Linked DNA regions of Zea mays: all the other regions are linked to region 2. Evidence: chromatin contacts called from public ChIA-PET and Hi-C data. All regions are on one chromosome and are shown on one strand. The core of a region is the stretch at or near the end of the contact, and the rest is flanking DNA. Distances in the headings are between cores, read along the strand shown.

The links. Hi-C and Micro-C count contacts between places; a contact is called where the count stands out from the background. ChIA-PET counts read pairs in DNA pulled down with a chosen protein or histone mark.
Region 1: a contact with region 2 is called in an RNA polymerase II ChIA-PET map of seedling, with 10 times the contacts expected there. The contact joins the promoter of LOC100279169 here to the promoter of LOC100285304 in region 2. A contact is called at or near these places in 6 of 25 Hi-C or Micro-C datasets (bundle sheath, ear, leaf and 2 more) and 1 of 3 datasets of contacts at active chromatin or transcription factors (seedling).
Region 3: a Hi-C map of leaf shows a contact between it and region 2, with 6 times the contacts expected there. The contact joins the promoter of LOC100282295 here to the promoter of LOC100285304 in region 2. A contact is called at or near these places in 9 of 25 Hi-C or Micro-C datasets (bundle sheath, ear, leaf and 3 more) and 1 of 3 datasets of contacts at active chromatin or transcription factors (leaf).

Annotation. Positions count from the first base shown.
Region 1 is chr8:37,469,196-37,471,995 of Zm-B73-REFERENCE-NAM-5.0, forward strand. LOC100279169 (DUF4228 domain protein) reads left to right here and starts at 1,461. Exons shown (of 1, transcript NM_001152197.1): 1 at 1,461-2,254. The coding sequence starts at 1,623. The coding sequence ends at 2,057.
Region 2 is chr8:37,115,232-37,118,170 of Zm-B73-REFERENCE-NAM-5.0, forward strand. It overlaps LOC100285304, which reads right to left and starts at 1,413. Exons shown (of 5, transcript NM_001367220.1): 1 at 1,386-1,413; 2 at 1,157-1,260; 3 at 55-159. The coding sequence starts at 1,204.
Region 3 is chr8:37,488,315-37,491,058 of Zm-B73-REFERENCE-NAM-5.0, forward strand. It overlaps LOC100282295, which reads left to right and starts at 1,478. Exons shown (of 3, transcript NM_001368947.1): 1 at 1,478-1,777; 2 at 1,880-1,994. The coding sequence starts at 1,537. It overlaps LOC111590055 (small nucleolar RNA snoR128), which reads left to right and starts at 2,708; the gene lies at 2,708-2,744. It also overlaps a transcript of LOC100194015 not described here.

The DNA.
Region 1 (2,800 bases), core at 211-2,710, 350 kb after region 2:
TGCCGAACTCGAACTCCGCGTCGCCCACGCACCCACGCCCACCGGTGCTGGGAGTCGCGGAGGCCGAGCACGAGGTCGAGAGGAGGTGGTGGATGGGGCTGGCCGGCGCGCTGAAGAAGTAGCCTCCGCCTCCGCTTCCGCCGCCGATGGCGTGGGGACGTCCGGGGCTGGACGGCGCGCTGGCGAACGGGGTGGAGCAGGAGCTGTCGATGTCATCGTCCATAGCCTGCGGGCGGCTGCGGCTGTGCTTCTTCCTAGAGGACGCCATGCTTCCTCCGCTCCTCCCCATCTCCCCCACCCACCATGCTCCCTGACCGCCATGGTGGGTCCCCGGCGAGGCGAGGCAACCCGAGCGAACCCCGGATCCGAATATGCGGGGACGACAGGGGTGGGGGAAGGGGCACCGAGGACCTGCGCGGAGGAGGGCAAGGATGGCGAGGTGTGTGGGCGGGCGTGGGGCGAGGATGGCGTGGATGGTAGAGGAGCGGGGGCATGGTGTTGCCTTGTGGATGGTGGCGGCGAGCAGGCGGGGCGAGGATTGTGGGATCTGCTGGGGAGGCAATCCCTGGAACCATGCCCTTCCATCGATGGAGTGTTGGGCGAGGGCGAGAATGGCAGGGCGGAGTGTTGGGCGAGGGCGAGAATGGCAGGGCGGCTGCGGAGGCTTCCCTGAATTGTGTCCTTCCATCAATAGAGAGCGAGGGAGGCAGGCAACGCGCGGCCAACATGCGAGAGTGGTTTACTGAGGCTGGGCGAGGACCGCGAGATCAACGGAGCGCGGGCGAGAGGGTGTCGGAGGCAGACCCGTGCACCACGGGTTGTGAACGTCTACACTACACTCTTATAGAGTAGTATATATATATATATATATATATATATATATATATATATATATATATATATATATATATATATATATATATATATATATATATATATTAGAGATGTGATATTCGTTTCTGTATCATGAGTCATTATATGTGTGAGACTTAATCACAACACACATTTGATTCGGGACCAGATTTGCCCTTAAATCGAGGTGTGACATTATTATCATGCTTGATAAATTCATATTAAACTGCACTAACTATTAATCGCATGCGACAAAGGTTTGAATGGGTGACATAAATAGTTAATCACTTCCTATGATGGACCAGTATATTATGATATTGTTTAATTAATGACCTAAATTTTCCACCATCGCCATTCAAAAATCAGCCTCCCGTGTTGTTTTCGTTGATGCGCGGGCAACGCCGAGTCAAGGTTCCTACCGAGCACTCCTGAGTCCACTTCCACTCCCCGCAACGGCCAGTCACAAACGCTGACACGCTCCACCTCCACGCACTCAGCTCTTCCACGTGTCAGCCGCAGGCCGAACCAGGCGCCTTCCAGGAAGCTTCCTCGGATCGTCTGCACACCCACGATTTAAAGCAGATCGACCCCGTGCAGGCGCACCCACCAAAACCAAGCAGCACATCCAACCAAGTCATCCATCAGCTCTGCTCACGACTCACAAGCAAGAGCTCAGCTCAATTGGAGCTCGGTCTCTCGATTCCCAGGAGGAACGGAACCAAATTAAGCTCCGTTGGTTGCCTGCCAGTAGCGAGTAGTCCGGACACGGGATGGGCAACCTCGTCTCGCAGTGCGTCGCGAACGGTGCCGGCGCGCGGCCTCTAGTCGTCGAGCCGGACGGCAGCCGGACGTTGGTGGACAAGAACACCGGGGTCGCAGAGCTGATGATCGACGCGCCGGGGCACGTGGTGGCTCGCGCCACGGACGTGGCGAGAGAGCGGCGGGTGCGGGCGATGGCGGCCGACGAGCTCCTGCGAGCTGGCGTGGTGTACCTCCTCGTGCCGGCCGGCCGGGCCGGTGCGCGGCTGGGAGACCGTGAAGTCGAGGCCATCGCGCGGTTGGTCTGCGGGAAGAAGAATTCGACCAAGAGCAGTCCTGGAGGCGGCAAGAGGGTCTTTCCCGACGTCAACGGCGAGGGCAACCACGATCATGGATTTGGGCCCAGGCAATGGCAACCCGCCCTACAGACTATCTATGAGGCCTAGGTTTTCCTTAAGAAGGGAAATATAGTTTTTTTTCTTAGAGAGAGAATAGGAACCCCATTCATTCATTCATACATGCATATTCTTTTTTCTTGTTCTTCCTTCCGGTGACGATGGAAGGGCAAGTTGTGCATACACCCTGTAAAGGCATAACCCTCTTTGGTGCAGTCATTTATAAGAAATCAGAAGAGTAAAATGTATAGATGGTCTCTGAATTTGTCAAGAGATGTCATTTAGATCCATAAACTTTGAAAATAAATTTCTAACTTCTTAAATTTGTTAAACGATTTACCACATATCTCTAAACTTGTAAAATGATGCATCATGTCAATTTCTATATTATACCGACAACTATAGCGTATCACTTAATAAGTTCAACTACCTAGAAATACATTTTCAAAATTTGGAGATTCGGAAATACATTTTCAAAGTTTGGAGATCCGGTGGCATCACCTGACAAATTTAGGCTTGCTCACGCATTTAACTAAATTAAGAAATGTCAATGTTAGTGGTTGATGGAAGTGGAAATTACTTTCCTCGTGCGTGTTGAATTCGTCTGGACGGACGACTAAAGAAAAAAGTAAGATAATCCATCTCTTTCAACGACCTTCAAGATGGAGTAATATATATATATGCCTTACAATGAAACCCCAGTGCAGTCATAATTGCGACTACAGGCTAACAACGACCAACAAACTATCTATGAGGCCTAGGTTTTTGTTAAGGGTTTATTGGTTTTGCTCTTA
Region 2 (2,939 bases), core at 163-2,662:
ACTCACGCGCGGTCTTTGGGCTGCGACCAGTTGAGTTGACGAGTAATTTGCTACCTTGCCGAGCACCCAATCTGCGGAGTCGAAGTAGGCGCGCTCGTGGTCCTTGTTGATGAGCGCCTTCTTCGGAGAAATGCCTCCGTACTTGCCCTGTAGAGGTGCCTGCAAAACAAGAAAATTATAGATCGACAATCTGAGTTGAGTAGAGTTCGGATCTTAACATGCATCTCCACAGGGCAATAGTTTAACCCCCACCGTGCTAATATATACTACTACGACTACGCCAACGACGCTGTCGACAGCGAGAGGAAAAACCAAAAAAAGGCCAAGTCGTTGTTTCCAGCAATTAACCCTGGAAAATCACACAAACCTCTTGGAAAAACCATTCCGGGCCGATTTCTCAAGTGAAGACGTCGCATGTCAAGTAATAATAATAGGACTGAATCAACACTGCAGACTTTAATAACCTGATGATGCAAACAAGAAAAAAAAAACCGTGTGGCCTTTCGCCCCGTGGGCTTCTACGTGTGGACCAAGGATCTTGGTCGGCAGCGGCTCATTTGAAACATATGAGGCCCAAATATAATAAAAGTCTCAGTGAGTTCCTCGGGGTTGACCTAGCCAAGTCGTCTAAAGTACCCGGACCGGAGGCACGTTTCGCCGCGGAATATTCGGAGCGACGAACGTTCGAATTTCGGTTCCTCCTCCCCGGTCCGACGAACAAAGGAGAGAACCAAACTGGCATTTGGTCTCTCTACGACAAACGAATCGGAAACACGGCCAGTGGTTTTCTTCTTCTCCATATCGTTTTCTATCCCGCTTCTTCTACACATATAGTACAGGCCAGGGGGAAAAACAACCATGAATGCAGCATGGACCGAACGAGCGAGAATAGGAAATTCATATTTTGTAATTTTGAAACAAAACAGAAAAAACATAGAGACCTTCATCTGGACGACCTGCAATGTCTGCCCATGGTAGGAATACCTTCTCTCAGGTAGTATCCACAGCAAGCCAAGGAGCTGACCTCCGAATGGGCGGATAACTACTGATACGCACATATAGTATGTGTTCTTTCGTAGTAGACAATGGAACAGCTAGCGTACGTAGGATCAGGCTATTCGGAGAGATTAAGCACGGAGATGGTGGCAGTTATTACCTCCTCCCTCTGTGTGCCTGCTCTGCTCTCTTGGTTGAAGCTTGCCATCTGCAACAGCGCTCCCCTCTCCCCAGCAAGCAGCAACACGCAACGTATACGACAACCTGCAAGGCAGGATTACACATCGATCGAATCCTTGGTGGCCGGGAATGACGGAAGGTGGAGCATAGATAGAGAGAGGAGGCAATTCTGGAACGTTCCAGTTCCAGATGAGATGAGACCTACCTACCTGTACCAGACAGAAATCTGCAGCTACTGACGGAAGAGACGAAGGCAGTACGATGATATAGCCGGTGGAGAGAGAGAGAGAGAGAGAGAGAGAGAGAGAGAGAGAGGAGAGGACAGGAGACCCGTATCACGTTCGTTGATCCATCAGCATAGTTGATGTCCAGGCGACCGTTTCAGGAAAGGAACTAGGAAGCGGTGCGGCGCGGGCGGGGAGTTTGGTCTCACACACATGGTTGTACTTGTACGTCACGCGGCGTGCGAGATCTTCCTGCTCAGCCTGGCCTTCTCTACCGCGGCGATGGCGACGGCGACGTGCCTCTGGACGCTACCATCCCGCGCGACAAGTGGCTCCGGCCGCAGCCGGGCGCCCTGGCCGCGTGTCCAGGACCAGGATCGTGTGCGCAGCGGGAGGTGGATACATCTCCTCCTCCATCGGTCGTCGCCTCGATCCGTTAATTCATTTTTTTTATTTAGGCAAAGCAAATTTATTTTCTCCACCGAATCCTCAACAAAGAAAGTGAGGCACATCATCCTAACTAAAATCGTTTGATGGCCACTTGAGCACCTAAAGGTAGCCAAACGCGGGCTACTTTATTGCATCGTCGTGGTCAAGGGTCTGTTTGAAACAGTGTTTCCTTAGTTCCTAAATAAAACCATGATAGTTGAGCATACCATGATATTTTAAATCAAAATATGTTTGGGAGCACATCTGAAAACAATATATTTTAAATCATGGAGTACCACGGTATTTTTTGTTAAAAAAAACTTTGGCCTTGCACGTAATTGCATTCATATTTTCTTCTACACCACAACTGAAACATTGTGTCTCCAAACATGTGTTGGATTGAACTGATGTAAAATATACCATTAGTTTATGTCATAGCATACAATGAAATGTGGTATTATAAACTGTGGTTTCGAGAAACTGAGTTCCCAAACATACCCAATGTGTTTGAGTTCAGTGATTATACCACCCATTCGTGACACATGATACGCGTCCCCGTCTATTGCTGCCTTTACCAAGGAAAGGATGCATCCGTCTCCAGCGTAAACCGGGTTATCTCTATCGAGGTTCAATCTCAACTTGATTAAGGAATCAACCCATACTCGTCTATATGCTCCGATCAAGGGCGCAATAATCTTATAGTTGTAGGTCTCTTTCACACCACTTATATAAATAGGGTGAGCATAAGGGTTAGCATGCAAACCAATATTGGTGCTAGCCTCCTCTCTCGTACACTTATAACAAAACCTGGTTCGTCTCTTACATCGCTAGCTAAACGCCACCACCGTTGTCTCAATGGTCTTAATTAGTGTCAACCTACATCGCTCTAATGGCTTCTCTGTCCATCTCCAAATGTATAACTCAAGTTCTATTGTCTATAGTGGCTAGAGTTTGAGCACAAGGTCCCTTACGACCTCTTTGATATTAGAGTAAGGTTGGTGTGCGGACATTAACCCTAAATGCATTTAGCCCTTTGGTTTTAAGGTGAACCCAAGCAACCCCCAAAGCACATTCACCCACTAGAGAGCAAAAGAGGAAGACAAGGAGGAG
Region 3 (2,744 bases), core at 228-2,727, 370 kb after region 2:
CCTATATCCCGTATTTTGACCAAGCAGAGAGCCGAGGCTAGGGTCGGGGCTCGGATGCGTGCTCGAGCCCATCCTGTGGGCAAGATGTCTGAGTCATACTGGTTGAAATAACGACTAGTATGACGAAAAGTGCCTGGTAATCCGGCTCGTGTGTCATGTGAAATGGTTTAAAGCATACTTGACACCATCCTTATGGTTTCTGTAGCCAGCGGTTTTTGCGGGAGGATTGACGGCGTCGTATGTTCTTCTGTTGATGCTTGCTGGCCGAGGGCATACTCGGGCGAGATGGAGACTTCTCCTGAGACCGAGGTCGGGTCTGCACATGGGCACGTAGCCATGCTGGGAGTGGTCACAACAATAGTCGGAGTGGCCTCATGTGGGATTCGCGGGGAGTTGGTGGCATTTAATGTGCCACTGCCAGGACAGTTGGCCGAGACTGAGCTTGGGCGAGGCGGAGTTTCCTATCGAGGCCGACTTCGAGCGAGGTTGAGACTGTTTCTAGTCGTCGTATGTCTTATCCGGAGTTTTTGAAAATAGTGACCGGAGCGTGGGAACAATGCGCGGTATTCGCGACGTGCGTCATCGTGGGCGGTGAAAGTAGATTTGGCTGCAGTTTCGTCGTCCTTCGTTGATTGCAGCGTCATTGGCGGAGCAGGTATTTGTATCAGTCACATTTAATGTGCATGCTTTGTGGTCCTGAGATCTTTGGCCGAGGCCGGGCTCGAGGCTTATGATTCTCTGGTACTCAGGTGTGAGGTATGCTTTAGGGACATAATCTGGGTACCCCTAATTATGATATCCGACAACAAGTTTCTCCCCCATAAGAGAATAATTTTCACAATAAGAGGACATCTCTTTGATATCAAGAGGGTTTTGAATCAAAAGACAAGTTTAAATCTCAAAAATATTTTTAAAACTCAAATGGTGGTTGATCTAGTTGCTTTAGCCTCTAATTTTTCTCCCCCTTTGGTATTAAGCACCAAATAGAGAAACTAAGGTCTAACCCCGTTGCCTCACAAAAAAGCAAATCAAAGCAAGTAGCAATGAGAACCCAAGGGAATCTGAAACAAGGAACCTTGATGTCGTTTATGGAGTGGAAGCATCTTCCTTTGTCCAAATTCATATTTTCCCTTCTAATTCACCTTTGAGACTAAACATGATGAACTCAAGCAAATTATTAGTCTCAAAAGGGTCAAGTTGCAGCATATTCTCTCTCTAAAAATGTATATCATTAAGACTTGTGAAGTTTGGGAATGACATTATACAACTTGAACACAAAAATAAGCAAGAATATGAAAATAAAGAAAAAACAACATGATCAAAGTCATGGATCAACGAAACTCTGGTCAGAGGAAGACACGCTGCCACCACTGACAGGCACCTGTTGCCCCACCACCTTGTCAACAGGGGAGCTACCACACCCTGGCACCCACCGAGTGGCAGGGATGAAACCTCCACCGGACGGTAAACACTCATTTCTGTCAAGTCGTGAATGCCGATAATATTCTGAAATTTCAAATATTTTTAAATATATAAATGAAAAAGCTACCCTATTTCATGAGTTCATTGGGCCATCTACGTACTCTAAAGGCCCATAATTGTAATCCTCAGCTTGGCGATTCGTGCAAACCCGTCATCATCTCACGATCGAAATGCGGGAAGGCACCGAGGTCAACAAGGTCATTTAGCATACGCCCGTACATAATCCTGCTCTTCTCGCCAATCACAAAAACCCTAAGCGCCACCGGACAATTCGTTGCTCGCGATCCTCGCTTCGGTAACTCTCCGGCACTCCGCTCGATCTGTTCCTACTAGATGTGTTGTTCGTCTTCACCGTCAATCCACCTCCCCCTTACTCTGAGTCGCCTTTTGTTTGCAGGGATCCGGAAGAGATGGCCAAGTCGAAGAACCACACGGCGCACAACCAGTCGTACAAGGCGCACAAGAACGGCATCAAGAAGCCCAAGCGCCACCGGCAGACCTCCACCAAGGGGGTAAGATGATTTACTTGATGTCCCTCTTCCGTCGTCCCGTTCGGTTGATTGTGCAGATGCGTCAGAGTGGTCATTGGTTGATACCGGAATCATGTAGCTGCCGACTTCATTGGTTGTTCCGGATAGGTGAAATCTATCTTAGGTTGTGAAGTTAGTTCCTGGATGCGAAATTTTTGTATGGTCTGTTCTAGTCGCTGAACTTGGTTCCTACATGCTAATTGTTTTTGCCTGGTTTTCTAGTGCCGTACTAGTAGTGGCTCATGCTCGCGGTACTAGCAAATCCTGTTAGCTAGGATGAAAGATATCTAAGCCATTTGTGAAAGTCTCTTGCGGTAGTGTGGTAATGGGACGTCCTGGTTTTATAAACCTATTGTAACTAGTTATCAAAAGGATTTGGTGCATAGCCTTTTTTTTTATATCCAAGGCCACTTAATTTTCTCTCAAGTCTTGAAGGGTTGTGAGCTTGTCATTACCCTGCTGGAATTTGTTTCTACTTGTGATTTGAAAACACATTTAGTCCCCGTTTGCTGCTGCGGTGTGTATGAATTCTTGCAGCTGTTATTTTTCTTGTCTTTGTACAGATGATATTCATAATGTTTTTGTTCATGTTGGTCCAGTTGATCAGTCTATTATTTTACTAGAGTTACATGGAGTTTACATTGAAGTTGAACTTAATCTTAATATCAAGCGTTCTCCTGCTGAGGTTTAGGCTGTTGCTATGATGAGACGTAATACCTTCTGAGAGCAGAT